Linked DNA regions of Mus musculus: regions 1, 3, 4, 5, 6 and 7 are each linked to region 2. The links are chromatin contacts, called in public Hi-C, Micro-C and promoter capture Hi-C maps. All regions are on one chromosome and are shown on one strand. The core of a region is the stretch at or near the end of the contact, and the rest is flanking DNA. Distances in the headings are between cores, read along the strand shown.

The links. Promoter capture Hi-C pulls out the DNA fragments that hold promoters and counts their contacts. A called contact is a pair of places that touch in the nucleus more often than the background predicts.
Region 1: a contact with region 2 is called in a promoter capture Hi-C map of pre-B cells. The contact joins the promoter of Gid8 here to the promoter of Rbm38 in region 2. A contact is called at or near these places in 2 of 39 promoter capture datasets (the HPC-7 cell line and pre-B cells).
Region 3: a Micro-C map of the G1E-ER4 cell line shows a contact between it and region 2, with 6 times the contacts expected there. The contact joins the promoter of Rnf114 here to the promoter of Rbm38 in region 2.
Region 4: a contact with region 2 is called in a Hi-C map of the G1E-ER4 cell line, with 7 times the contacts expected there. The contact joins the promoter of Lama5 here to the promoter of Rbm38 in region 2. A contact is called at or near these places in 2 of 484 Hi-C or Micro-C datasets (both in the G1E-ER4 cell line).
Region 5: a contact with region 2 is called in a Micro-C map of the G1E-ER4 cell line, with 4 times the contacts expected there. The contact joins the promoter of 4921531C22Rik here to the promoter of Rbm38 in region 2.
Region 6: a contact with region 2 is called in a promoter capture Hi-C map of pre-B cells. The contact joins the promoter of Rps21 here to the promoter of Rbm38 in region 2. A contact is called at or near these places in 1 of 39 promoter capture datasets (pre-B cells) and 2 of 484 Hi-C or Micro-C datasets (the G1E-ER4 cell line and erythroblasts).
Region 7: a contact with region 2 is called in a Hi-C map of B cells, with 6 read pairs. The contact joins the promoter of Ss18l1 here to the promoter of Rbm38 in region 2. A contact is called at or near these places in 1 of 39 promoter capture datasets (the C10 cell line) and 2 of 484 Hi-C or Micro-C datasets (B cells and the G1E-ER4 cell line).

The regions. Positions count from the first base shown.
Region 1 is chr2:180,708,003-180,712,166 of GRCm38.p6, forward strand. It overlaps Gid8 (GID complex subunit 8), which reads left to right and starts at 2,224. Exons shown (of 5, transcript NM_001289652.1): 1 at 2,224-2,348. It also overlaps a transcript of Dido1 not described here.
Region 2 is chr2:173,020,375-173,024,687 of GRCm38.p6, forward strand. Rbm38 (RNA binding motif protein 38) reads left to right here and starts at 1,528. Exons shown (of 4, transcript NM_019547.2): 1 at 1,528-1,896; 2 at 2,418-2,541; 3 at 2,953-3,007. The coding sequence starts at 1,666.
Region 3 is chr2:167,501,395-167,505,183 of GRCm38.p6, forward strand. Rnf114 (ring finger protein 114) reads left to right here and starts at 2,049. Exons shown (of 6, transcript NM_001360930.1): 1 at 2,049-2,207. The coding sequence starts at 2,065.
Region 4 is chr2:180,224,263-180,228,251 of GRCm38.p6, forward strand. Lama5 (laminin, alpha 5) reads right to left here and starts at 1,597. Exons shown (of 79, transcript NM_001081171.2): 1 at 1,229-1,597. The coding sequence starts at 1,540. Gm52542 (a long non-coding RNA gene) reads left to right here and starts at 357. Exons shown (of 2, transcript XR_003953984.1): 1 at 357-421; 2 at 677-2,052.
Region 5 is chr2:179,974,293-179,978,389 of GRCm38.p6, forward strand. 4921531C22Rik (RIKEN cDNA 4921531C22 gene) reads left to right here and starts at 2,561. Exons shown (of 2, transcript NR_033782.1): 1 at 2,561-2,900; 2 at 3,157-4,097. Taf4 (TATA-box binding protein associated factor 4) reads right to left here and starts at 2,354. Exons shown (of 15, transcript NM_001081092.1): 1 at 1,121-2,354. The coding sequence starts at 2,354.
Region 6 is chr2:180,255,636-180,259,463 of GRCm38.p6, forward strand. Rps21 (ribosomal protein S21) reads left to right here and starts at 1,744. Exons shown (of 6, transcript NM_025587.2): 1 at 1,744-1,812; 2 at 1,986-2,048; 3 at 2,153-2,216; 4 at 2,351-2,422; 5 at 2,595-2,650; 6 at 2,743-2,809. The coding sequence starts at 1,999. The coding sequence ends at 2,752. Cables2 (CDK5 and Abl enzyme substrate 2) reads right to left here. Exons shown (of 10, transcript NM_145851.2): 10 at 2,904-3,828. It overlaps Mir3091 (microRNA 3091), which reads left to right and starts at 1,901; the gene lies at 1,901-1,976.
Region 7 is chr2:180,040,794-180,044,687 of GRCm38.p6, forward strand. It overlaps Ss18l1 (SS18, nBAF chromatin remodeling complex subunit like 1), which reads left to right and starts at 1,690. Exons shown (of 11, transcript NM_178750.5): 1 at 1,690-2,075. The coding sequence starts at 2,007. It overlaps Psma7 (proteasome subunit alpha 7), which reads right to left and starts at 1,671. Exons shown (of 7, transcript NM_011969.2): 1 at 1,485-1,671. The coding sequence starts at 1,580.

The DNA of each region.
Region 1 (4,164 bases), core at 974-3,473, 7.7 Mb after region 2:
TAGAATGAAAATTTGCTTTTGTCCTTAAAGGTAAAATTGTATTTATAGGAGAAGGCTGTTATGAAATTATCAGTTAATATTTGATTTGTATTTTATACATCCATATAACCAGAATAGCACGAAAAAAATCCTTATGCTGGGGCTGGAGAGATGGCTCAGGGGTTAAGAGCACTGACTGCTCTTCCAGAGGTCCCAAGTTCAATTCCCAGCAACCACATGGTGGCTCACAACCATCTGTAATGAGATCTGATGTCCTCTTCTGGTGTGTCTAAAGACAGCTACAGTGTACTCACAAACATAAAATAAAACTTAAAAAAAAAATCCTTATGCATAAAGTGGTTGTAGGTGGAAAGTTTAAGAATCCCTAGTTTACAAGATCACTTGAACTGGGCATGGTAGGGCACACAGCCCTGTCTGACCTGGAACGCACAGAGATCCACTTGCCTCTAGGTATGCCACCATGAGCAGCCTATGAGGCACACTACTAACATCCAAGCTACCTACACAGAGAAACATTATCTGGAAAATTCAAAAAATAAAAATTATCACCTGAGCAAAAGGAAAAGACAAAACTTGCTGGTATTTAGTGGAACTTCCCAGGGAAGCCCAAGCAGTGGAGGGGAGCATTTCACAGCCCAAAGAGAACAACAGGAGTCCGGGTGCAATCAACTGGCAAAAAAATGCCTTACATGAAATGAAGGTCAGGGTGTAGGAGAAATAGTACTGGGAGGACATATGTGACAATGTCATGCAAGCAGCAAAGATGAGCTCAAAGTCAAGCAGCTGAAGAACCCTCAACAGGAGCTAGTTTGTAGAAAAGACTAGGGGACTAGCAGATTGCTCATCCACCATCCACAGAGGCATTAACATTCTGAGTTAACCCTCTTCTCTCCTCATGATACCAGCCTCTTCCCTTGCACAAGTTTGAGTTGATAATCCAACTTTACCCAGAGTTAAAGTAAGTGCTACAAAGTTTGTCGATACCAACCTGGATAGCTTCGGGTAGAGCTATGGAGTTAAGAGACTGCCACTGTGGTCATTGTGTCTGACAGATCTGCTAAACTGGTCTTATTTTCAGTGACTCAATGAGAAGTTGCTTTCCCTGGACAGTTCATCTTTAAACAAGCACACCCAAACATCTCAGGGCGGACGGACCAACATTCCTTCCAGAAGCATTCCAGAATTTCTTTACATTACAATGACTGAATTTGCATTCACCTCCGGTAGACAATGGACACATAAATATGCAAATACCCATTTAACCGTTCCTATCCGGCAGTGTTAAAGAGCCTCCAACTTCCCCCATCCCTTACCGGAATATCTAACCCATAACAAGGCATTGGGTAAACAGGATTCGGGGTTGGGAGGAATAGGGGTCCCTTCTCCGGCGGCAGAAATCCCCTCCGCCGAAGTTCAGAGCTGGGTCCACACCATACGCCGCTAAGAAAAAAGACACTCACTGTGAGCGCCCAGAAGTAGGGAGTACCCTCGGCGGAGGGGTCCCCACTGTGAGCACTTCTGAAGCATGGATCCGCTCTGCTTCGATGATTGCCTTAGAAGTAGGGATTAACTTCGTGCATGTCCCTGAGAACCCCAGCACTAGGGAGTCACCTTTATTAGTGCCCAGAAACGAGGGAACAACAGTCTCCGCAGTCCGCTCTCCAGCGTGGCCACAAAGATCGCTCTAGGCAGGGCCGTTCTGACGCTGATCAGGCCTCGATTACAACGTTCCCGGAATAAATCCTAGGAGCTCGCTCACATCCGGAGGCCTTGTCTTTGGGACTAGAGCCTGGCGGACTACAAGCCGGGGAATGCCCTCCTCATCTCGCGCACTCCGGTGTTCACACACACCTATTACTCGCCCCACCCCCACTTCACACACACAAAAACAAGAAAAGAGCTGGGACCTTCGTTTCGAACTCAGTCTACACGTCTCCATCCCCGCGCTAGCACTCAGTACGCGAATGCCCCCGCAGCAGCCATCTTGCGCAAAAGCGATGCGAGCCTTTTGACTCTCGCGCCAACCCGTAGAGCCAGAGCCCTGCCGAAGAGTTCTGCGCAAAAACGGAAGTTGAGACCCTGGTTTCCGGCGACCGCCCGGGCGGTCGATTCGCGAGAGGATTCCATTGGTTGCCAGTTCGCATCTCGAAATCTTACGATCTCGCGAGAGGTGTCTGAGGGGCCGACGCCGGTGTAGCTACCTCCGCTCCGCGCCCCGCCCCCGCCCCCGCCGCCGCCGCCGCCTCCGCCTCCTCTATCTCCGCAGTCTCTGCCGCCCCTCCCCGGCCCCGGGAGCGGCCGCGGAGCCGCCACCCAGACACTGTCGCACGGGAGGCGGGATCCGCACGGTAAGATGGCCGCAGCGGGCCCTGACGGCCGTGCCGAGCGTCTCCGCGGGGCTCCGGGGTGGACCGAGGCGCGGAGGTCAGAGGTCGGGGGTCTGTGCCCGACAGGCTGCCCTGCCCAGGGTATCCGAAGCCCAAGGCAAGAGCGGGGATCGGGGCGGTCAGTTCTGCCCTCCACGGCCGGGCCCCGGAGCGGGAGGACTGGAGGCCGCGCTGTTAGTCCGGGTGCTGCCGGGACCCGAATAGTTACTGCAAATGTTCGCACGTCTCTGCCATTAAAGGCGCGGTGAAGGGGACAGCGGAAAGGTGAAGACGCAGCTACTGCGCTAAAAGTCATCCTCGGGGCTTAGGCTGCATCCCCGGCGACTGTGTAACCGCTGAATTTTGGGACCTCTGAGTCCTACAGAAACACTGCCCCCGTCTCTGTCCTTAGCCTTGCTTGATAACCTTTCCCGGCGCCGAGTGGAAATCGAGAGGCAAGGACCTTCTTGGGGAACATTTTTCCAACACTGATCTTTACCTTACTTCTGAATAAAAGTCGAATCGGTGAATTCTGCTGTCATCCTGTGGCATGGAGCGGCATCAACCCGGTTTAGTTTCACTTCCCGCCTCCTCCATACTACTACTACCTTTTGGGCTGCTGGGATCTTCAAGTCCGCCAGAACTAGAAATCCTGGCATGCCCCAAATTCGAAGTCTCTATAGCATTCACTGCGCAAACTCTCCACAAATGGGCTTTGGAATCGTAATGTTTTTTTAAACTTAATATCTTTTTAAAAGACTCTTGTTTAAATATCTTTCCCACAGTATGTGTATATGCGTGTTTCCCAAATTACTGTTTTTAGCGTGGGTCCCCATGACCTGTAATCCAGAGGCCTACCACACCTAACTGCCAGAGTCCTCTGCACCAGACTTGCCCTGCTCCTCCAACCTGTTTTACTTGCATCTCTCCCACGTTGCCATGCTCTCATTTCTAAGGCCTGACACTTGACATGGCAGTCTGTCCGTGCTTCTTTCTTTTCTCTTGTCCCTTCATATTCAGTCCAGCAACAGCTGCCATTAGTTAATTTGGAGGTCAAAGCTTGATCTTGGCTTCTCTTCTGATGTCCACTATACCAGCAGTAGGATATCTCTTTGTTGGACTGCTAAGCTCTTTCCATCCAGTATGCATTCCATTGTCAAACCAGAAACCAGAGCCACCTTTCAATTTTATGACATAGTAAAACAAATTAGCTGGTCCTTTGCAGTGCACAAACTAATATCTGTGAAGTGTATGTTACTGACCGAGTGAAAATGATCCAGCCCATGCTCCTAGAGCTACCCTAATTGCCCCCCACCCCCACCCCTGCTGACACGCCCTGTGGACCACCTAGGGTCCTGCCTTACTCCCTCATAAAAGAATCCCTGTGTGAAGGTCGGGTGTGGTGGCACAAGGCTTTAATCCCAGCACTTGGGAGGCAGAGGCAGGTGAATTTCTGAGTTCGAGGCCAGCCTGCTCTACAGAGTGAGTTCAAGTCTACACAGAGAAACCCTGTCACAGGAAAAAAAAAAGAGTCTCTGTATGAATCCTTGTCTTTGCTTAAGATCACAATATTTTGTGCTAAAAACATGCCATGTAGTTGTTTCATATCTGATTTTACAAAACTCATGTCACTTGTACTTCTCTTTTAATTTGTACTATTTTTCCCATCCAGTGTTGTTTTATTAAAGTGATGTGCAGCCATATTCCCTTCTAAAGCGTAGATACTTTGAATGTAAAACGTTCTTTATTTTTATTTATTTCTGAGGTAGAGTCTCACCATATCACTCTGACTGGGCCA
Region 2 (4,313 bases), core at 278-2,777:
CCTCTTTACGTTCCACCAGGGATTCACTCAACAGACGCCTCTCTTGCTAATCCCTACGCTACGCCTTGAGCAACACTTGCTAGAGAGCTCCGTCAGCAGCAGAAGACCTTAGACCAGAAAGAAGCCCCGGTTGGGTAGGGTCTGGGGAGAACAAGCCTTACAGCAAAGGAAACTTGAAGCGAGGAAGGTAAAGCCAAGAGAGTGAGGCGCTGGGCAGGGGTATCCCCAGCAGGCTCGGAGTTCTGCTCTGTGTGAAGGGGACTAGACTGACTGGGGCTGAACCTGCCCAGAGGCTGCCTGCCTTACTGTCCGCCTTGACCAGTGGGGCCAGGCCAGTTTTAGCCCCACTAAAAGCTGTAGGTCTTCAGGTCCCAGTGTGATAACCAGGAATGGGGACATGAGGGACGCAGGATCAGGGCTGCTTCCTGGCCCGGAGGCTAAAGCATCGTGCCTGCTTCTGTGCTGAAATTCCCATTTTCTTCTTTCTATTTTATGGTTTCCCATCATACAGGCTAGCTTCTGACTTTCTGTGTAGCAGGGTATGGACCCGGAACCCTCCCACCCTCCCAACTCCTCAGTATTAGGATCACCGGTGTATTCCACTCGGCTGTTTGAAATTTCTGTCTCTAACAAGGGCCCCACGTTTGCATTTGCGCTGGTGGGGAAGAGTTCTGCAGACTGGCATCATGGTCCCAGCCTTGGCCCACGTTCTACACAGGCCATGTCATGCCTTCTGCTTGTTCTCCTGCTAAGGGTGACCCCACAGGCGGTCCCATGTCAGTGACATGGGAGCCCAGCCGCCTTTGTTCTTCCTCACAGTAGAAAGTAGAAAGTAGAAAGCTCTTAGCTTTCTACAAGACTGTAAAAGGTGTATTCACTATCGATTAGCCCTCATTTTCACAGACTACCTAGTGTCCCGGGGTATGCCATTGTTGAAGTCCCAGCAGAGAATCCCTGACACCACAGGACCGCCAAAGTACGTGTGATGTATTATGGTGTGCGTGTGAATTATTTTTATAAACATGGCAAATTCACTTTGCCCTTTATTTTTATTTTTTATTTTTTGGAGACAGGGTATGATTTAGTCCAGCTGGCCTCAAACTTAGTATATAGCCAAGGGTGGCCTTGAACTGACTCTCTTTCTTGAGTGTTGGGTTTACAGGTGTGTGTCACCAGCCAGGTTTTTGTGATGGGGAGATCAAACCACAAGGGTTCGCGAATGAGTAGCTGAGGCACTCCTTCGGACCTTTTTTTTTTTTTTTTTCGGACCTTTTAACAAGTACGTTTGCACCCCTAGTCGCTCGGGTGTAAACCACTGAATCAAGCAACGCTTGGAATATACCGGACCGTGCGCCCCGCGAGACAGACAAGCTGATACCGGCGAGCACCTAGGGGCTAAGTCACCTCATTCGCCGGACCCGCGTCCTGGCACGCGGGACGTACTTAGAACTACAATTCCCGGCGGCCCCCGCTTCCAAAGGCGTGTCTTAAACGAGAGGGGCGTGACCGCGGGGCGTGGCCGGCTACAAAGGCGGCCGGCAGCTCGCAGGGCGCGGAGTAGACGCTTCGCGGCGGACGGAGAAGCGGCGCGGGACAGCGTGGGGAACTCGGATTCGGCCTGGGACACCCCCGCATGCGCCGGCCGGCTCGGTAGCGGCGGCCCCGATGCTGCTGCAGCCCGCGTGCTCCCCGAGTGTGTTTCCGCGGCCGTCCGCCGCCCCCAGCGCCATGCACGGCTCACAGAAGGACACCACGTTCACCAAGATCTTCGTGGGCGGCCTGCCCTACCACACCACCGACGCATCGCTCAGAAAGTACTTCGAGGGCTTCGGAGACATCGAGGAGGCCGTGGTCATCACCGACCGCCAGACCGGCAAGTCCCGCGGCTACGGCTTCGTGAGTGCCCGCGGCGCGCGCACCTGCCGCCGCCCCTCCCCCACCGCCTCCCAGACCCGCCGCGCGCAGCCGGGACTCCGGGGCTTCCCGGGGCCGTCGGCCCTTCCCCCACACTTTCCAGCTGCCCCAAAGAAGCGTAAGCTGTTAGCGCCAGCGACTTGAAGACGGTTTCCCACTTCCTTCCACTCTAGTGTCCCCAAACTAATTCTCTGAGAAAGTTAACGGTACTTACTGATGGCCTGGACAGCGGGGGGGTGGGGAGGACTCCCCTTGAGGTTCCCTTTACTCCACTTCCTAGGGGATTGTCGCTGTCCTTGAAGGCACTCCGCACTTGAACTTTGGGGAAGGAGCTGCAGCCCTGGAGGCAGAGAAGACAGTGCCCCAAGGGTCCTAAATACCAGATACTCTTCTGGGAGGAAAGACCCAGAGATGGCCCGATGCCCGGGCAAAACCCCCTTCCCTTCTCTGCCTTGTTTTCCTCAGCCAGCCACCAAAGCCCCTGACCCTCTGTGTTCCTGCAGGTGACCATGGCAGATCGGGCAGCGGCTGATAGGGCTTGCAAAGACCCTAACCCTATCATCGATGGTCGCAAGGCCAATGTGAACCTGGCCTACCTGGGTGCCAAGCCTAGGAGCTTACAGACGGGTAAGAGCTTTGAGTTTTCTTTCCAGCCCTCCTTGTTTCTATATTCAGCTTTGGTATCTGTCTGATGGAAAAACGCTGCCCCCGCTCCCCCTTTGTCCCCGAGTGGCAGCCAGCAATCATGTGCCTGCAGAGGCAGCCCAGGGCAACCACCCCTGGCTTGGGAGCTTGCTCCTCTTTCTCGGCAGTTTATGGTCCCAGGGATAATGATTTTTTTTTTCCAAAGTCTCCTACTCTTGGGGAGGGAAGAAGTCAGATGCCGACCAGGCAGGGGATCATCCCGAAAAGCTGGTACAGCCTGTGGACTTAATGTGCTTTGACCAGGAGAGTGGCGCGTGTTATTTGCCCTCCCTGTGTGTGGCCCTGGGACCTTACCCATGCAGTGTGCTGTTCCTAACTGCTCTCTTGTTTTAGGCTTTGCTGTTGGTGTGCAGCAACTACACCCCACCTTGATCCAGCGCACCTACGGGTGAGTGGCTGTAGCTGGCTGTGGGTGGGAAGGAAGGCCTTGAGGTGGGACAGCTGTGGACCTCTCAGCTCTTCTCAGGGCTGGGGAATGGCTGTTTTCAGAAATTAGATTGTGTATTGGGGGTGTGGAGGGAGAGATAAGACCCACTGCATTTCTCTAACCCAGAGGGGAGCACATGTCTTCGAGCCTGGTGTGTACCTTGCCCCCAGTTATGCGACACCTCCTCAGCCAGGTGTCACATGGGCATCCACTTCCTCACCTGTGCAGTGAATGAATGTGGGGACAGCTTTTCTAACTCTCTCGAGTTGGGGAGTTTGGCACACACCTAGTGCGGGCAGCTCTTCTGAAGTGTATGTTAAGGCTGGACCTGGTGGGCTGGGCTCTTCCTGGAGTGCTCTCTGATGTGGGCAGATGCCACGAAGGTAGCTACTGTGGGTCTGTACCAGCTGAGGTTTGATGTTTGTGAATGGCATAGTAGGTGACTGCCACTGGTTGGCTTTTTGTGTGAGTCACTTGCTCTGTATCCCCCTCCTTCTATCTTGAAAAGACTGATAGGCCTGGTAGCTACTTAGGGAAGGACTTGCACAGTTAAAGAGACACAAAAGTTGGACCCTGGTACTTGGTCTGTTTGTTCAGTGTAGACTAGCTGTGAATGAGCCGGTGGGTGGGGACTCTGACACGGACCCTACCTTCTGCAGTGGCAATCTTGTCAAATCCTGGCTGCTGGGTTTTGTGTCCCAGGTTGGGGGGTGGGTAGAGTGGGGTGTCTGTTGGGGCTGGAGCTGAACTTGGCCAGCACAGTGGGTCAGATGACTGGAGAGGGTGCTGCTTGCTGTCTCTAAATGTGCTTGTCCCGTAGGGTGGCACCAGGATTCTTCACAGTCATCCTTGGGGACTGATGGGAGTTGAGCAGGAGCTGTCGATGGGGAACTATGGTTTAGGCCCCAGCCTGTGTTTCCTGCCATGGGGTTCTCCTGGGGAAGTTCTTGGGGTGCTACTGTGACAGATTGTTCCAGATCGCATTTCCCCTGGGATCTGTTTCCTATGTGTAATGGCTGCCTGGACAGAGTGTGGGAACATCCCAGCCTTGGAAACTTCGTATTAGCTTCTCCCTGCTGGCTGTGAGGAGAGTGCTTGCTCTCCAGTAGCTCGCTCGTCTCCTGCTCGCTCTTCTCCTGGGGCTGAGCTTCAGGCTGGTGCTGGGCTGCGCTGAGCTATGTACAGACGGACTGGAACAGGGCCTCCCACTGGCTCAGACGCATAGTTACTGCCTCAGGGACACTAGTGCTTGGCCTCTGTGACCCCT
Region 3 (3,789 bases), core at 799-3,298, 5.5 Mb before region 2:
GCCCCCCCCCCAACCCACCTCCAAGGAGACACAGCTCAGGGGGTTGGATCTTGGATCTTGAGCTCATCTGGGTGCTGTTTAATTGCTCCGAAAACAGTCCCCAGAGGTCATGGCTTTTAGTGTGTATAGCGTATAGCCTTCAAGCACAGGGCTTCAAAGGGTCATTTGCAGAAAGCGATCATCTTTGCCCTTTGAAGCAAGCAAGGAAAAGCCACATGCCTGCCGAGTCTTGTTAACATACCAGCATCCCTTGGCAGGAAGAAAACCATAGTAGAGGCTAGGGAGATGGCTCAGCAGTCAGGAACATCTGATCCCAGCACTCTCACAGGGTGGCTCAAAATGGCCAGTGATTCCAACACCAGGTGATACAACACCCTCTTCAGGTCTCTGAAAGCACCTGCAGACACAAGTGCATATATACACATGTATGAATAAAAAAAATAAGAAAAAGGAAAAGGGAAAGGAAGGAAAGGCTAAGTAAAAGCCAGGCTCAGTAAAAGCACAGTAGGTTCTGGAGTCTTCACGAGCCAGGTTCTCCAAAGCTGATGTCAAACCCAGGGCCGCAAGCACACTGAACTACAGCCTGACACAACCAGAGTCACAGCATGCTGACCTGCAGGCTCATACTGAAGTGCAACTTAAAAAAAAAAAAAAGATTTATTTACTTAATAAAGGAGTACCTTGCCGGGTGGAGGTGGCACATGCCTTTAATCCCAGCACTCGGGAGGCAGAGGCAGGTGGATTTCTGAGTTCAAGGCCAACCTGGTCTATAGTGTGAGTTCCAGGACAGCCAGGAACCCAGAGAAACCCTGTCTCGAATCCCCCAACACACACACACACACACACACAAAGTGCCTGTTTTCAGCCACACCAGAAGAGGGCATCGAATCCCATTGCAGACGGTTGTGAGCCACCATGTAGTTGCTGGGAATTGAACTCAGGACCTCTGTGAGAGCAGCCAGTGCTCCTGACTGCCGAGCCATCACTCCAGCCCCTGAAGTGCACCTTTTTAGAAGCACCTATTTTGTTTGTTGCTTTGGTTTTTGAGAAAGGGTCTCTTTTGCAATCCAGGCTGACCTCAAAGCTCAAAACATTTTGACTTCTACAGGTGAGTATACCACCCCGTATCCCAGGCTAGCCTCAAACTCACTATATTGCCCGAGATAGTTCTGAACTTCTGATCCTCCTGCCTTTATTTCTCAAGTGCTGGGGATTCTGAGTGTGGACTACCAAATATGACATATACACTGCTAGGGATGGAACCCAGGAGCCCGTGTGCCATGCTAGAGGAGACCTCTTCCTTGGTGGCCACACCCCAGCCCTGGACGCAGTGCTTTCCAGATAATCAACTCCTTGTTGATCTTGGACTCAATCACTGCCAGTACCCAACACCTGCTGGAACTCTTGGTCTTCAAGGTACTGGCTGATCGCGCACAGTCCAGTGACTTCCTGTTATACTATACCTCCTTCAGTCCAAGCCTCTGTCCTATTTTATTTTTCCAGGCCACGTACAAGCCATAGGAAAAGGGCAATAAATATGTCTAGAAAACTGGAAAGGTTCACGGAGGTGGTATCGACCTAACAAGCCACGGGAGTTTGTGAGATACACTTGTACCCCGTTAGCTGTGCAGGCAGGAAGTCCTGCCTCCTCCTTTCCGGTTAGGAAAGACGCTGAGAAATCAGATCAAATCATCTGGCCACACCTGGTGGTGCAGACTATACAGCCAATTACTTGGTAGGCTGAGGCAGGAGGATGGAAAGTTCAAAGCTCAACTGGGCAAGTTGGTGAGCTAGCTAAGGTCAACTGTAATAACAATACACATTCACGGTCTGAGTTCCTGTGGGTGAGAGGTGTGGGCTCAGTGTGGCTGCGTCCTCTAGGCTCTCCCCGGGACGCCATCTACACACCTGGTGGGCGGCAGCTTTCAAAAGCTCCAGGGGGCGAGGGGGCGTTGTGGACTCCGCCCATCTCAGCCCCTAGCGCGTGCGCAAACGACGGCGGCCCCGCCCCCAGCCCCCCTCGGCGGCTCTTTCTCTCTCAGCGCGACGCTCCTCAGCGGCAAGATGGCGGCGGCGCAGCCGGAGTCCCGAGATGGAGCCGCGCAGTCGGCGAAGCCGGCGTCCGAGACGGACCCCCTCAGCCGCTTTACGTGTCCCGTGTGCCTGGAAGTATTCGAGAAGCCGGTGCAGGTGCCCTGCGGACACGTGTGAGTGGCGGGCGCCTGCCGGGTAGGGGTCGCGGTGCGCAGGCGGCGGGCGGCCGGCGGCGTCTGACGAGGGAGCACAGCGGGCCCCCTCGAGCCTCGGCGTCGCGACTCACCGGGCCGCCGCCGGCGCCTCCGAAGTGCGCGGGAGGCCGCCGGGCTAAGTATGGACAGTGGGCCCCGGGCTAGGCTGGAACAAGAGGGAAGTGCCGGGACGCTCGGCCGTACCCGCGGACCGGGTGTGGGGTGCTCGCTCGCGGAGGCCGCCTCCCTCGGCGTGAGTGAAGCCCGGTGTCGCGGGCCAGGCTGCCGCAGCCGCTTCAGGAGTTGAGCGAGGGCGGCCTGGGCTTTCCCTGGCTCCTGTGACCGCTTAGCGGGATTTGAATCCCATTCTTGCACATTTCAAACACACCGTAGCCGAAGAGCCTGAGGATGCTCGACCACGTCCCTCCGCGGCCCCGCCCACTGCCGCTCACCCAGGAATCGGGCTTCCTGACCCCCCCCAACTCCAGCACCCTTTTTTGGGCGCACAGGCATTCCCGCCGCTGTCCTGTGAGTGCCAGCCTTTTTCCGGGTGAATCAAAGTGCAAGTGTCAAGGGTCGCTCATTCGGGCCAGCGTCGCCTGCCAGACCGTCCCCAGGAGCGAGGCGGGGCCTTCCCAGCACTGTGGGAGGGATGCCTGCAGGGACACTGGGCTCCTGCCAGCTTGGGTTCAGGTACAGGTAGCCGTTACCGATCGCCCGCCGCCACTACTTCAGGCCTCCCGTCCTGATGACCTCCCTCACTTCTCTCTCGACTCTGCTAGCTTTCTCATTACACGGAGCAACATGTAGGGACCCAAGAAGAGAGTACCATGTCCTCTCTGTCCGATGATAAAAGCCGGTGTTCGGCACCGTGAGCCGAACCCAGACTCCCTCCCAGTCAGTTAACTGGAGTGTCTGCATGCCCTCTGTTTGCTGTTTTGGGATAGAGTTAAGAAGGCAATTTGGAACCGGGCGTGGTGTTGCAGGCCTTTAATCCCAGCACTCGGTCGGGAGGCAGAGGCAGGAGGATTTCTGAGTTCGAGGCCAGCCTGATCTACAAAGTGAGTTCCAGGACAGCCAGGGCTATACAGAGAAAGCCTGTCTCGAAAAACAAACAAACAAAAACCAAAAGAAGGCAATTTGGCCCTCGGGTTTACAGCTCAGGAGGTTGTTTGGTAAGTAGTGGCCAGTGAGATAGCTCAGAAGCTGAAGGCTCTTGTCACCAAACCTGATGACTTCAGTTCGCTCCTGAGGAGCCACATGGTAAAAGAATTGACTCCCACAAACTGTCCCCAGATTTCCAGCTGTCCTCAACGGCACACACATTCATATTTTTTTAAAGGAAATACTAATGACTGTTCAAACTATGGTGTATTCGGTAGGAGAGCACGTGAGGGCTGTTAACATTTGTGAAGAAACATGACTTGATTGAAAAGCACCAGGCTTTGAGGCTTCCTTGACCTTTTCCTACATCATAGGGCAAGAAGCAGTACCAGCATAGCAAACATAACCAGCCTCCGTACTCAGCAGATTGTTTGAAGTCAGACACACCTTGGTGAGG
Region 4 (3,989 bases), core at 347-2,846, 7.2 Mb after region 2:
GGTCCCCTCCTGCCTAGGTGCTGGGATTAAAGGCCTGCGCCACCACCGTTTGATGGCACCTCACTTCTGAACGCTCGCCTCAGACGGATCCTGCTCTGACTTGTAAAGCTTCAAAAACAAGTGTTTATACCTTCCCAGGCCTCAGTTTCCCTGTCTCTGATGGCCCACACCTGCTCTTACTCTGAGACTGCAAGGGAACCAGAGCGCAGGGAGCCCGGCCCTTCTCAACTCCCCCTCCCCACTTGGAGGCCCGAGAACAGGCGGGGTGGGCAGGCAAGGAGGGTGGTGGCCAGGTAAACCAGAAAACAGAACTGAATTCCTTCACCGCTCCCCTTTCTCCACCCCGACGAATCCGTTTTTTCAGCTATTCTTTCCCTCGCCAGCCTCCTTCCAGGAACGTGGAAGCAGGTCCCTAGAGAAGGTAGCTAAAGTTACCAGGCCCTAATGGCTCCCAACTCCTTAGGTCCCTAACGTGAGGCAGGAGTCCTGCGGGGGGGGGGGGGGGGACAACGTGGCCCACCTGCAGGCTCAGCCTGAAAGGCAGGGCTCAGGAGAGTCCTTAGGTACAGAATCCACATCTCCCGGGAGACTAAAGCCCCAGAGCCTACCACCTGCTGGGCAGGGGGCTCCTCCACGATGGCCCACAGGTGTTAGCGCTCTCCACCTCCTTCTGAAGTTCCCAGATCCCAAGCAAAGAAGCTTCTTCAACTTTTGGCTGAGACAGTGAGACCCAACACCAGGAGAAACCGGCGATGGTGCGGCTTCCGCGCTCATTCCGTCCCTATCCGGGAGGCCAACAGGTTCCTGCCTGTCCCGGGGTAACAAGGAGCTCCCGCCCCCTCCTCACAGTCAGCGGGCACCCTGGCCAAGTTCCGCCCACGCAGGGATCCCGGACTTACGGCTGCCGAGGACTGATCACCGGTCCCCTCCTGCCTAGGTCACCCCCCCACCCCCACCCCCGAGCTTCACCAGCCCCAGGGGCCCTTGGTCCGCGAGTCGGACACTTCATTGGCTCTTCCAGAGGCACGTGCCGTGTCTGCACGAGTTTCGGTAGCCGCATCAGGGTCCCCCTTAGTCCATCAAAACATGGGGCCAGGGAGTCTTGGTGGGAGAGTCAGTCCGTACTTACTCTCCCCAGCACTGGGAGCCCCTACGAGATGTCTGGGTTCCGGCGCTAGAGGTGGACCACCACAGGATGGTGTAACCAGCTCCTCCGTGCCGCGCTCACCTGGATTGTCTGATTGGGATCTCCGCCAGCCACCGGACCCCCAACCAGCTTGCAGTAGAGGTCCTCGGTGGGGCGTGAGACACTGCGCGTCGGGGCCTCCTCGCCGCAGGTCGCGGACGCGGTGATGCGAGCGCCCTCCGCCAGGTTGAAGTAGGGCGGGTGCAGGCTGAAGCCATCGCCCCCGGGAGTGCGCGCCTCGCCTACCAGCGCCAGTCCAGCCAGCAGCAGTAGCAGCGGCCGTGGCGCGGGGCTCCGGGGGCCAAGAGCGCCCGGTGCGCTCCCCGCGCAGAGCTGCCCTCCGCGCTTCGCCATTTTCCTGCTGGGGGCTGCGGCTCTAGGGACAGCGCGCACCGCAGGAGCCCGGCAAGTCTAGTTTGGGGCGGCCGGTCCCGCTGGCCCCGCCTGTCCGAGGACGTCAGGCCCCGCCCAGGCCCGCCTGGCGCCCGAGCCTTATGCCCTGGAGAGGGGGTTGGGGGAGGGCATAAGAGAGGGGGCGGCCTGGGGACCTTAACCCTTCCGACCCCGGCCAGACCAGCGTCCTGGAAGGGGCACCTGCTGGCCGCCCGCCAGGCCGCGGGAACTTGGCGCTACTGAGCCTTTCCTCTCTCCCAGGTGGTGGCTTCGATCCCCACTGAGACCCCTTGCTTTTTCCGTGGATGTTCAGGACCCCAGCATGCCGGGCCTGCCTCTACCCGCCCAGCGGCTCCTGTTTTTGTTTCCCTAACTTCAAACAGGTCTCAGCCACCTGGCGCCTCCCCGTTGCCCTAGCCTGTTACTCTCTTCCTTCCCTGTTGGTATTTGAATAAACTGTGTGTAGCTGTGGATGGGGACCCAGAGGAGATGTGATCTGCAAATGGTGGGGGGGGGGGGGGTGGAGAAGACCAGACAGGAGGAGACCCCCTACTTCCTCCATTGTTAGGTCGGATTTAGCCCTGTCTACCCCTTTGGGTTTTAAACTCCTCTGCAATAGGGGATCAATACAAGAGCAAAGAAATGACAGGCGCCCACCCATGGAGCATATCCAAGGATGCTCATTGGCCTATAGGTGCCACTCCATAGGCTCCTTGGGAAGCTAAGACTTTGCTTAGACATCTTTCTTTCTTTCTTTCTTTCTTTCTTTCTTTCTTTCTGTTTTTTTGTTTGTTTGTTTGTTTTTTGTTTTTGTTTTTTCGAGACAGGGTTTCTCTGTACTGTATAGCCCTGGCTGTCCTGGAACTCACTTTGTAGACCAGGCTGGCCTCGAACTCAGAAATCCACCTGCCTCTGCCTCCCAAGTGCTGGGATTAAAGGCGCTGGCCACCGCCGCCCGGCTTAGACATCTTTTAAGCAAGCCGTGCCTCTAGCTCCTGTGTTTCTGGGGTACAGTGGGCTCCAGTTGATCTGCCTGGCTGAGTTGCAAACATTGAACGTCCTAGAGGCTTAGCTAAGATGCTTGTGTACCTCATGTCTGCTTCAGCCACAGCCACTGGATTCCCTTCCCTTGGATTCTAGGACCAAACAGGAAAGCCCCCAGGGGTGTAGAGGTCGAACTCAGCAGCAGGGCTAGCAGCTCCCCTTATCTCCTAGCCAGGCCACCATCTCACGTTTTTGGGTAGGACTCCCATTCTTGCTGGTCCTTCTGGATAATCCCAAGGGTCCCAGTGAGTTCCTGAAACACTGCCATCATGTCCTGGCCCAGTTCTGACCCGTAATTGTCTGGAAAATTTGCACCATCCTCCTGCCCTCCTGACTAACCCCCCAGCCTCCTACAAATCTTAAACCCCAAGGGGCTGGGAGGACCCCAGTCTCCGTTGAAAATGCGAGGTCAAGACAAGCTGCCCTCCCTGGATGCTTCCACTTTCCCTCCCCGGAATTCCTCTATAACCTCACTATTAGTTTTCCACCTGGGGGAGGGCAAGGCAGCCGCTTCCCTTTGCTTCGAAGGCTTGGTGTGGGGGAGGGGCTGGCTCCAGAGAGGGCGGGAGACAGGGAGGAATCTGGAATTCAGTAGAGTAGGCTCAGACGCTGATTTAAGACCCCGTGTGAGGCACAGCTGGGGCAGTAGCAGGTTCCCAGATGGCTGGCCCCACCCTACTACTGCCTAGAAGTCCCCCATGCCCGCCAGGAAGCCATTCTCGTTCACGCCTCTACCCTCTTTAGCAGCTGGGGGTCCTAACAGCCTGAGGCTGAGAGATACATTACCAAAGCGTCTGACCTCCGGGCTTGATAGCCTGCTGACTTCAAGGGAGTTTCTCCGGGGTCTAGAGGGCAAAGGTTGTGCCAGTACTCCCCTGAGCCCCCTAGTGGCCAGGCAGGATGTACTTTGGATTGGTCCCAGAGGAGCCAGTGAAAGAGAGGGGGCAGATGGCTGAGAACGTGCCGAGTCAGCCTGTCAGCCAGCACCGGGAGGGTTAAACCCAAGCTAGCTACTTCCCAGCAGACAGCTGGCCCAAGAACAACTGGTGGTGGACGGGGCGGCTGATGCCGGCAGAGGACTCTGTGGCACGGGACTGGTGAAGTGTCCACACACTACCCTGTGGCAGCTGGTCTGCCTGGGCCAGGAGGGAGCAGCTGGATCTGAAGCTAGGGAATGGAGCAAAAGGAGATATCCCACGAGGGTGGGGTACTCTGCCCACTCCATCTCTGTACCCATCCCCTGACAATCCAGACAACATCAGAGGGCCCTGTCCTTGGGAGAGGGTGCCTAGTCTAAAATGAAGTAAGGAGTAAGCTGGCCCAGAGAGGGACGTATGTCAGGAGCGGTCATCACCAAGGTCCAGGC
Region 5 (4,097 bases), core at 1,311-3,810, 7.0 Mb after region 2:
CACAAAACACACACACACACAGCCACCCCACACACACACACACACCCTGCTCACTTCTCAGCAAACCCCAGATGTGTGGCAAGAGACATCTGCAGTTCCTAGGCCTTATGTCACACCCAGCGCCTCCTCAGAGCATGGCAGCCCCTGCAACCTCTCAAACACTTCTGGGTCCTATATCCCCATAGATAGGGCAGGTATCTCTGGACCTTTGATGAGCCTTCCCAATCCTCATTGACTTCCACAGCAAAACCCAATTCTAAAGATGCTGTAGGTCTTTCAACGTGACCCAAACCACTTTTAAGAAAACAGGAGAGGACACAGTAGCAGCATGTTTTCTAATTCTCTACTACTGCCACCGCGGCGGGCGGGCGGGCGGGCGGCGCTGCTACTACTGCTTGCACATGTCACCGTGTAATACCGGAGGAGCGCACAGGGCTTGCTCCGGCCCAGGGTTCTGTGGGAACACTCCTGCAGAGGACTCTCAAACAAAAGCAGGCTACAAGCGAGGAAAGGAGCCACTCGACAAACCCAAGGGACCCTTAGGAATTCGAGGACAACAGAGTCAGAACATGTGTGGAATCTGCAAGAGCCGAGACAGCTCCTGTGTCCCAGAATCCACATCACCATGATCTCCTGCATCCGCAGACCCCTACGCACTAAGTGTCCTACTGACCTCCAGGGATGGCAACAACAAAAAACACCCAGGGTCCACTTTCAGGCACTGATGACCACTAAACGCCTGCTCCCAGCATGGAGTCCCCAACCGGCTTCCCTGGCAACAGGAAAGCCCATGCCGCCTTCCACAGACTTCATTAGCATGCCCGTGAGTAGTCGGTTCGCCCTCTCTTGACCTCACCTGAGGAAGGAGAGAGAAGGGCCCCTCGGCTATACGGTGGTAGCCCAGAGCATCCGAATGGGACAGCAGAGTTCCCCGAGGGATCTGGGAGCTCCAGGACTGGGACGCCCTCAAAACTGGCAGGTCACCTGGGCAGGGGCCGCCCCTCGGCCTCTCGGGCCACCCGACTAGGGCACGGTCCCAGAATGCAGCCCAGAACTTCCTGGAACGCCAGGGCAGCCTGGTGCACCCGCCCTCGGCCTCCCGCCGCGCGCTGCCACTCACCTGGGGGCAGCTGGAAGTTCTGGATGTTGGTCGGGTTCTGCGGCGGCTGCGGCAGGCGCGGGGCCAGCACGGTGGGCGTCAGCGTGGCCCGGATAGCGCCGGTGGTGGCCGCCGGCGTCCGAGGCAGGCTGGGGGTCGCCGCGGCCGCACCCTTCGCCAGCCCCGCGGGGGTCCCGGGCGCAGGCCCCGGCAGCGCGCCCGGCATGGCGGGCCCGAGCAGCACACTGCCCGCCGCGCCCCCGCCCGCGACCCCCGCCGCCGCCGCCGCCGCCGCCGGCCCCGGCCCGGGCCCCGGTCCGGGCTTGGGCGCCTCGGCCTTGGCCCCCTGCGCGCCCGCGCCCGGCTGGCCCAACCCCGCGGCGCCCCCGGAGGCCGCGGCGGGGGCAGGAGCGGCCCCGTTCTGCGCGGCGGCGGCAGCGGCGGCGGCGGCGGCAGCGGCAGCGGGTGACACGGGGGGCGCGGGCGCGGCGGGGTGCCCGGGCGGCCGGGCTGGCGCGACAGGCGCTGGGGGCGCGGGCGGCGGGGGCGCGGCGGGCGCGGGCGCGGCGGGCGGCGAGGGCGCGGCGGGCGCGGGGGCCGCCTGGATGACAGAGCCGGCGGCGGGCGGCGGCGCGGGCCCGTTGTTGACCGGGCTGACAGCAGGTGCGGCGTGCGGCGCGGTGGGCGGCGCGGCGCTCCCATTCAAAGTTTGCGCGGCGCCGGGGCCGGGCGGGCCAGGCGGGCCGGGCTTGGAGGCGCCGGGGCCGGCGGGTGGGGCGGCGGCGGCGGGATCCGGCCCCGCGACGGCGGCGGCGGTGGCGGCGGCAGCGGCAGCGGCGGCGGGGCAGGGCCCCGCGCTGGCCTCGGGCAGCGGCCTCAGCTTGGCGGGCGCCGGCGCGGGCCCTGCGGGGACAAGCAAGCGGCGCGGTGAGCTGGAGCCCGGGCGCCGCGGGCCCCCACCCGCCGGCCGCGCTCTACCTGCGGGGGGCGGCTCCGGCGCCGCTGCGGGCGCGCCCTCGGCGGAGGCGGCCGGCCCTGCGCCCGCGGCTCCGGCCGGGCTGCCGCTCACAACATGGTTCCCGAGCGCGCCGGCGGCCGCGGCCCGCAGCTCGGGCGTGCGCGGCGCGAGGTGGTGGTGGTGGGCCGCGCTGGCCGCCAGCTGCGACTCGAGCGAGCCCACCAGATCGCTCACCACTTTCTCGTCCACCTCGCTGTTGAAGAAGACCTCGTCCAGCAGATCCGAGCCCGCCGCCATCTTTCCTCCTCGCCGCCGCCGCCGCCGCCGCTCGGCCGAGCGCGCCTGGGCAGGAGGAGGTTCCAGCGGGGCGGGGGGCGGTGCGCGGGGCGGGCGGGGGCGCGGCGCGCAGGGAGGGGGGAGGGGCGGCCCACTGCGCAGGCGCGCCGACACGCACCGCCCACGCCCGCGCCCCTGTGGCCTCCGATTGGCTGCGGCGGGCTCTTAAAAGACGCGGCCAATGGCTGCGAGCGCCAGAGGCCGGGGAGCAGGCTAGGCGCTGGGTGCTGGTCGGCTGTTGGAGCGCTGGTGGGAATGGCAGCGGGGCCGGGAGAGCGGCGGCTCTAGGCGCCGGGTGGGTCGCGGCAGCCGGCTGCGGGGTTCGCCCTTTGTCTGCACCCTTCCAAAATGGCTGCGGCCAGGGCGGGCGGTGACAGCTGCGCGGGCGCTCCCGGGGCCCCGGCGGTCAGAGAGGAGCAGGAGTCCTGGCACGAAGGCGCTTTCGGGGCGGAGAGGTGCGCAGAGGACGCCGCGGACACGACGGGTCAGCTCCCCTGACTTACAGCGGTTAGTACGAGGGCCGTGCACACCCCGGACGAAGCTGGACATCCGGAAGCTGATTTGTTCTTTATTTACTTTTCTCGTGGGGGAGGGGGGGGTTGGTTGTAAATCCTCTAAACTGATGCTTGCTGGCACTTTGTAGGAACATTTTCGTTACCATTTCTCCCCTTTCTTTCTGGGTGTTTTCTTAACCAAAAGGCCGTCTTATTGGACATCGCTATGGATTTCGTCTTTCCTTTTTTTTTTTTTTTTTTTTGAAAAGGCCGAAAACAAATTCCAGATGGCAAAGCTTGTTGGGGACCTCAACGCAACTGACCTTCCTAGAATCATCGTCACCTCTGAAGAGACTTGCCACGGTCTGCACAGATCCAGCACTGGGGAATGAGGAATTTGACACTGTAATTTTTTTTTTTTCCTTTCGTGCCTTGAAAGAGACTCTTCCCACCAGCTTTTACTACCCACACACACCCTCCATGCACTCGGAAGATGAAGGCAGGAGGAAAAGGAGTTCAACCTTTGTTATGCATTTAGTTGGAGGCCAGCCTGGGGGTCTTGTGGGGCCCTGTATCAAAAAGGTGAGGTGAGAACTATTCTCTCAAAAGCAGAGTATAAACTCTCAGCCTGTGTGCTGATCCTGTCCCAGCCTTTTAAACTAAATGAGTTATATAACTACTATACAAACCCCACCCTACCCCAGCTGTCCTCTAAGCAATAGTCTACCTAAGGAACTGTGCGCCTTGAAGCCAAAAAACAAAACAAACAAACAAACCCCACAGTGCCCTCACTTGCAAAGTGTGCTTGGGAATCCTTAAATAACAGAAATTTTGTTCTTGAACATCAGCCTCCAGATTTGGAAAGCCAGTAAAAAGAAAGAGACAATGAGGAAGCAGGTTGGGTGCTAGAAGCCAGTATAGGCTTGACACACACTAGAAGGAACAGAAATTCACAGTTGTAAATAAAACCCACGAGTCTTCTTTTGACACAGGAGAACACGTTCAGGGCCAAGAGCATCATCCTGAGTGAGTGGGACACTACTTAGTCACAGCCCCCAGCCACAAGTCACAGAATTCTTTACTCTTGATAATGGTTTGAAGATTTTAAAGTGGACCAAAGGATCAGAAGGTTCTTGCTAATCCTCTTGATGCCGGTTAATGGGACCCACCAGTTAGGTGTACAGTAGCCTGTACCCCGAAGCCATTAGGT
Region 6 (3,828 bases), core at 494-2,993, 7.2 Mb after region 2:
TCTTTTTTGGTTTTTCGAGACAGGGTTTCTCTGTATAGCCCTGGCTGTCCTGGAACTCACTGTGTAGACCAGGCTGTCCTCGAACTCAGGCAGGCTGTCCGCCTGCCTCTGCCTCCCGAGTGCTGGGATTAAAGGCGTGCGCCACCACGCCCAGCTAGCCTTGCCCTTCTAGCCCATTCCTTTTGCCTTGCTTAAAAAAAAAAAAAAAAAAAAAAAAAAAAAACCACGATAGATTCCATTCTTAAAGTTAGCCACCAAACTCTACTCCCTTATATGGTCACTTCCTCCTCGTGAGGCTGACTACCAAAGTCCAGCTATTAAAAGTCCTATCCAATCAAAATACACCACTGTGCAGCCCGGTCTAGCATGGAACCCCCCTTTTCTCTTATTAAAAGTTACACCTGCAAGGTCATTTGCTTGTGTTTTTCTGACCAAGTAGAAAACAGCCACTTTAACTCCTCTTCCCCACCCCCATTTAAAGGAGCTCTCTGTGAAAACAGGTGCTTGGGTAAGGTGTCTGTGCCTAATCTGAAAGATAACCCCTGCTGCGCGGGAATTTATTATTTTTTTCAAAACAGGGTTTCTCTGTGTAGCCCTGGCTGTCCTGGAGCTCACTGTGTAGACCAGGCTGGCCTGGAACTCAGAAATCTGCCTGCCTCTGCCTCCCGAGTGCTGGGATTAAAGGCGTGCGCCACCACGCCCTGCGCGGGAACTCTTAATGCATACATGACTACTGGTTTCCAGGTGTGAGGAGGAAAGTGTAGCCTCGGTTTCACCAGACCCCGTGACAGACAGTCTTGGAAGGTGATCACCAGTCAGTGTGCACATGGCAGGGAGGTTCTCCCCAAGACCATGTAACTGGGTGTATGTCCCAGCTCCAGACTGCAGCTCCAGTCCCAGAGAGATATCAGGCATAAAGTTCTACAGATGAGTGAGCAGTGGATTCACTCACGGAGAAATGTAATCTCAGGAGAGTCGTCAACAGCGTGGGCAGTCTTGTGTCCGGGCTGCTCTCTGACCTCGTAAACAAAGAGGCTTACTGAGCATTATGGTGACTGTGGTCTGGGAACTTTCCTTTTTCGAGACGGGAACTCAGTGTAGTCCAGAGTGGCCTCAAATAGATAATCCACCTGCCTCGGCATCCCGAATGCTGAGATTAAAGGCGTGCACTCTCAGGCCAGACTCACTTCCCTAGGCGTGTGGACCGGGTGGCGGCTGGAGCCAGAGGAGTAGGGCAGGGCCTGGGGCGAGGAGGGGCAGGATGGCAAGGACGCAGGGTGAGTAGGGGGTTCTTGAAGAGAATGAATGTGCAGCGGAAAGCCAGCGGTCCAGCTCATTTGATCCAACCTCAGTTTCCTCTTCGGAGGATTGGTCTTCCCGTTCCCGCCTCCCTCCGCCACGCTCGTTCCCCTCCCAGGCTCTGGCGGCGCCTCAGGTCGGTGGAGTCAGGGATCCAGCAGCGGCTGGGCTCCCTCTGACAAGCTAGCCTCGAGGGCGGCTGGAAGACAAGCCAAGTCCAACCTCTCCAGCGGAGGACGGAGGGGCTGGACTCCGCAATGGAGGCGGGGCCTGAGGAAGAAGGCATGTCTTGGCTGGAGGCGGAGACAGGGACCGATGCCTGTGCTTTGTGCGGAAAGAGCCAGGCTTTCTTTGCACCGGAAGCGGAAGTTAAAACACACAAACAGGCCTCCGGTATGGTGGATACGAGTACCCTGACCCGGAAGCACTTACCGAGGACCCGCCCTCCTGCCCAATAGTGCTGCGGAGGCACGAGCTACTTCCTTTCTGCGCTCTCGCTGGACAAGTGAGCAGGTAGGCCTCGGTGCGGGCTGTGTGCGAGCGGGGCCGGGCTGGGCCGGGCTGGGCGCAGTTGGGGAGGTCGCGGTCACATGGCCGAGAGTGCTTGCGGGCCATGGGTCTGGTTGGGCCCGCAGACTCGGAGTGCGGGCCTGACCAGTCTCAAGACCTGCGTGGTAACTCTGCAGGGACGGCCTCAGGATGCAGAACGACGCCGGCGAGTTTGTGGACCTGTACGTGCCGCGGAAATGGTGAGCATCTGCGGGCCCGTCATTCTCGCGCCCGCTTTCCCCGCTCCCATTCATCCACTGTTCTTTTGCGACCTATTAAACGCACTGTGCATCTCTTTACCCAGCTCCGCAAGCAACCGCATCATTGCTGCCAAGGACCACGCGTCCATCCAGATGAACGTGGCCGAGGTGAGCTGGGAACCTGACGGTTCCTGAGGGAAGGAATTACGAGGCCCTCAGGCCTCAGCCTGGCTCTTGGTGTGTTTACTAACATCGGGGTGAGGTCGAATCTTCCAACCTCTTTTTTTTTTTTTTTAACCCAGGTTGATAGGACCACAGGCCGGTTTAATGGCCAGTTTAAAACCTATGGCATCTGCGGGGCCATTCGCAGGATGGTGAGTTCTACCACCTGGTCTGCCTTGTACTGTTCATGTGACATCTGAGCTCTGATGGTGGTGTCCTTTTCTTCCTGTGGGAATGGTTTTGGGCTTAATAGTGCATGCTCTGCCTGCTAAGCAGGGAGCCAGCTCTGTGTGGATACTCAGGTATTTATTTTTAATTTTAAAGGGCGAGTCAGATGATTCTATTCTCCGATTGGCTAAGGCTGATGGAATTGTCTCAAAGTAAGTGTGGGGGACAATCTCACATTGGGGTTGAGTGGCTTGGGACTTCCCAAGAGATACAGCTTTTAATACTACTTTTTCCCCTTTGTTAGGAACTTTTGAGCAGAAGAAATCGGGAATTTGTTACAAATAAAAGTTTTAAGTACCTGTGACAGTTAAGTCTGCTTTTGCTGTTTTTACTATGTAGGGCTGGTGTTTTTATTGTGACCAGAAAAGGGCCGCACACTTACCTGAAAGGAGACAAGCAAGGAAGTATGTTGCAAAAACCAGTTTTACTTTAACAAAAACATTTTAACACCTTCCATTCATAACCTACTGGACATACACCACATTCTGAGGTCTGACACAGCTGTGTCCTGTTGAGCGCTGCGGGTGCAGCACCAGGTCTGTGGCATTGGGTCACAGTCCAGCTGGACACCATGGATATACCTCAGATTTCTGGACTCAGTCTATAGGACTCTGTTTAGCCCGTGTTTGGTTTAAGGGTTGGCTTTAACAGTGCTCAATACCACAAACCAGCAGCTCTTAGCGAAGCTTAGGAAGGACTAACAGCAGACCAGCTTGGTAAAATGAATACACCTTACTACATCTAGAAGCTTAAATAACATTTATCCCATCAGTCAGCCATATATATCTAAGTTCATTTAAAAAAAAAATGATGGGGCTGCCCTGAAGATAACCTGTTTGCAGGAACGACTTATTGCACCTAAAGATGCTCTGAGAACGTGGCATGCTTACACCAGCATAAGCATGGACAGGCTAAAACGTATTTACTATCCTTTGAGCTCCTGTCTGAGCTGTTACTGATCCGATAGACCTAGGTGGTCGGTGTCAGGCTTGAGGACGAGCATCTCTGGGACATGAGACTGGAACCAAGCGGTGGCTGGCGTCTGCCAGGCTGGTGACCAGTTTCTAGGGAAGGATAACAGGCCTGGGGAGGTGGAGGATAGCTCTTGAGTGATGACAGTGGCACAGGGCAACTTGGCCTGATGACATGTAGTCATTGACAGTAGGTAGCAGGATCGGTGCCTTCCTGCTTGAGGATCAAGTGTGGTTCAAAGTCAGCAGCAGGCCTGAATGGGCCATTGTCTGTTCCCATAGAGACCAAATCTCAAGTTATAATGACTTTTCTCCATCACGATATTGCTTAGGAAAGTCAAGAGCCCACAGTCAGTGGT
Region 7 (3,894 bases), core at 440-2,939, 7.0 Mb after region 2:
AGAGGTCTATACACTGGTGTCTTCCTCAACCCTTCTCCAACGTCAAAAGCAGTTTTACTTTTAAGTATGTTGTGTCTGTGCCTCTGAGTACAGCTGCCCATGGAGGCCAGAGGTGCTGGAGCCCTTGGAGCTTAAGTGTAAGGCAGTTTTGATCCTTAGAATCTGGGTGCTGGAAACTAAATTCAGTACTCTTCAAGAACAGATCTGCACCCTTCAACTGCCAAATCATCTCTCCAGCCCTCCAACTTGTTTTTTGAGATAGGGTCTCACACTGAACCTGAAGCTCACAGATTCTGCTACACTTACTGATCAGCAAGCCCAGTGTATCCTCCTGCCTCTGCCTCCCAGACTGGGATTCCAGGCATGTCACCAGGTGCAGTGCAGGGAGCCACCTCACTGGCCTCACAGGTTTTTCTTTTGTTAGACGGTTTCTCACTAGCTGTATCTCTTGGGTTTGGAGTGATGGCTCAGCGGCTGCTCTTCCACAGGACCCCAGGTTCAATTCCCAGCACCCATATGGCAACTCTAGTTCCAGGGAATCTGACACTCTCACACAGATATATACATATAGACAAACGGCCAAACGCACATAAAAATAACTTTTAAAATAATAAATTAATAATGCACACACACAACCACAAAGAGTCTTTATAGTTTTAGAAGTCTTTAGGGTCTCTAGATTTAGAAGCCCAGGCTGGCTTTGTACTTGTGAGATTTTTCGAGCCTCAACCTTCTAAATGCCAGGATTATACAGGCCTGCACTTCCAAGCCCTGTCATTCCAGAGTTCTTGGGTGGATTGGGTCACCAAAAGCTTTGGGGTTTTAGTTTCAAGGAGATAAAATACCTGGGAAATGTAAGCGTTTCAAGACTCGGAACCACGTGTGTTCCGGAAGATCCGGTGACTCGGGAAAAACAAAAACCAAAACTAAAACTGTCTCACTGCTGGCGCTTACAGGTGTGGGGAGTCCTTTTCCAAACAGTGCTAAGGACTGAACAAAACTGGGGCGCGGTGAGAAGGGCCCACCGGAACCAGAACACGGCGTCGGTGGCGCATGCGGACCCGGAAGCAGCCTGTCACCATCGCAGGGCCGACGAATCGCCCTTTGTTCACAACGCCCACCTGGGCCTAGCTCGCAGATCCCCAAGTCCCCGCCGGCGCCGGCTACAGCCAGCCTCCCGCCGCCCGCGCGCACCTGCGGCCTCCGCCGTCCGCGCCGCGCGCACAGCACCAAGATGGCCCCGGCCCAGCCCCGGGGATGCGCTCGCCTAGATGCTCCGCAGTGGGGAAGCCAGAAAAAATCGCCCGGCTCTCCGGGAAGCGCGGCGCGGTCCCCGCGACCTGGTGCCCTTCCTACGTCGTCACCATTCAGCTCCCGTCACCTCCTGGTCCACCCGCCGCCAGCAGATAGCGCGGCCCCCGCGCCCAGGTCTGCGTGCCCCGCTTCCTTTTGCACCCCGTCGCTCAGGCCCCGGGCCGGCTCACCGCGGTGGAGCCCTTTTTGACCGCCTCCTGCGCGTACTCCACTTGGAAGAGGTGGCCGTCGGGCGAGAAGACGGTGATGGCGCGGTCGTAGCTCATCACTGCGGACGCACTAGCTCGGGCCGCCGCCGCTCAAAAGCGCACACTCACCGTCAGCGCCCCGCCCTCCCGGGCCACGCTGCTGGCGTCTGGCGTCAGGGGGACGTGCGGCACGGCGGGGCGGGGCAGGGCGGGCGGAACCACCGAAGCTCAGCACAGGGGGCGGTGTACCGGCTACCGGCTGGACGAAGAGCGCAGGCCGGGTGCAGGGGGCCTCCGCGCGGTATCCTGACCTGGGAGGCAGTCGCGTAAGGCGTGGGGACGCGGGGGACTCGAGCGCGCATTGGCGACAGGCAGGCGGGCGAGCCCACGGCACCGCGCCCCCCGTGTCCCCGCCCCCGCTCTGCGGAGAATGGGCACCTCGGGCCGCGGGGCGCAGCCGGAGAATAAACCCCAATGATCACGGGCTGAGTCCGCGCCACCACCATGTCCGTGGCCTTCGCGTCGGCGCGGCCGAGAGGCAAAGGGGAGGTCACTCAGCAGACCATCCAGAAGGTGGGCATGGCCGAGGGGGTACAGAGTGCGGGTGGGCGCGGGGCACGAACAAAGCCGGGGCACAGCCCGCCGCACGGAGCCCTGACGGCGGCTCCCCGCGCCCCCAGGAAAGCCTGCGCCAACTTTGCTGGAGGCACTGGCAGCGGGGGCCCGGCGGCCGCAGGGGGTGGGGACCCCGGAGCGCGTTGCGCGTTCTTCTCCCAGAGCGCCCCAGGCAGCAGACGCAACAGAGCGAGACGCCAGGGCCCGCGGCCCCTCCAGCCGGGGCGGGGGCTTGTCGCGCTCTGCTGACAGCCGTGGTAGCGACGGTCGCGCGCCTTTGCGCGATGCTTGGCGAGTGGAGAAGGGGGAGCAGGCAGCCTGGAGGCGCGCCGCTGCGGCGAGCTGGCCGCTCTTGTGAGGTACTGCGGTGCCCTGCACAAAGGAACGCATCCAAAGTGTGCGTGCCATTTCCAGAGCCCGCACCGCTGTCCAGAGCTTGCTGCACGCGGCGGACTTGAGGCTAGCGCAGCCCCGCCCCCGCTCGGGCCACTGGGTATCCGCGAGCCTCGCCTTCTGCACCCTGGCTTCAGACACCGCAGGTTTGTCCTGCAGTCTCTCAGTTTCATCCTTTAGTTTGGGCCAGTTTCTCAGAGAAGGCGTTTGCGTGGGTGTGTGGACGTCTTTAACAAAAGGAAGCTTTAAGTTTTGGCTTGGACACTTTAGCTTCTTACTGTTTGCCTTCGCGGTTCCAGGCATCTTTCTTACGCGATGGCTTTTCCTAATTCTGGTTCCTTTTACAGAATTCTTGAATTCTTTTGAGCCAGTTAGTTCCCAAAGGAAATTGGCCTCTCTACTCCCTCAGAGGCTTGTGGGGATTTTCTTCGCTTGTCGCCTGTTTCCCAGATCACCCTTGCTATCCTCCTTAGGAACATAATGGTTATCACTGTTGGCAAGTCCTAGTTAGCAGGGGAGATTATTGGAGGAAAGCAGAAATGCAGGTTTTATAGATCTTGCCACATTTAACTTTTTGCAGAAGTGACTTAGTGAAGGAGGCTACAGAGGCTACGTGGTAAAGCTAATAGTAGCCCTTCCGTGTGGCTCCACAGGCTGCTGTCTGTGTGGCCATGAACTAGGAGCCTTGGTTGGTGGAGGGTGGAGTACTCCACACATTGGCAGTCCAGACAGTGCCCAGGCACTCTGGCTGCTGGATCTTAACAGTCACTCTTTCCAGTGCCACTTTTGGCTTCAACATTTTTAGTCAGTAGTCAAACGTGCTCATCAAAGATCCTCAGTTTCTCCAGGCAAAGGTGTATTGGAGGACTACGCCAAACATCAGATCACAAAGAGGAGATGTTGGCTGACCTCAGCTCAGGGCAGAAATTCAGCCTGTGCATCTTTGGAAGTGGGTCTTAAGTTTAGCCTGTCAAGGTCCTTAACCTGGTAGGGCTGGCAATTCACTTCCTGTCTCTGTGAATCCTTTACTGGGGAGTCTGAGAAGGCCTGAGGGGGGATGTGTCATGTACTTAAACCGTGCACTCTGACCTGGCCTGATGATGCGCCACTGCAGTTACATTCTGCAGCATATGTGGCAAGACGGTCTGAGAACAGCCTGAGCTACATGATAAGTTCAAAGGCAGCTCAAGATGTGTGTGTGTGTGCTAACCAGCCCATGATGAGACCACTGGGGAGAGCTAGGAGTTCCAGAGAAGGAGAAGGCCAGTGGGTGGTGAAAGCAAAGGAAATAACAGCGCGTTCTTGGAGGACGGATCCTACTCAACCGTCACAGCCCGCAATGTCCTCTCCTCAATCTTGTCTCGACAGTCACAAGGCCATTGTA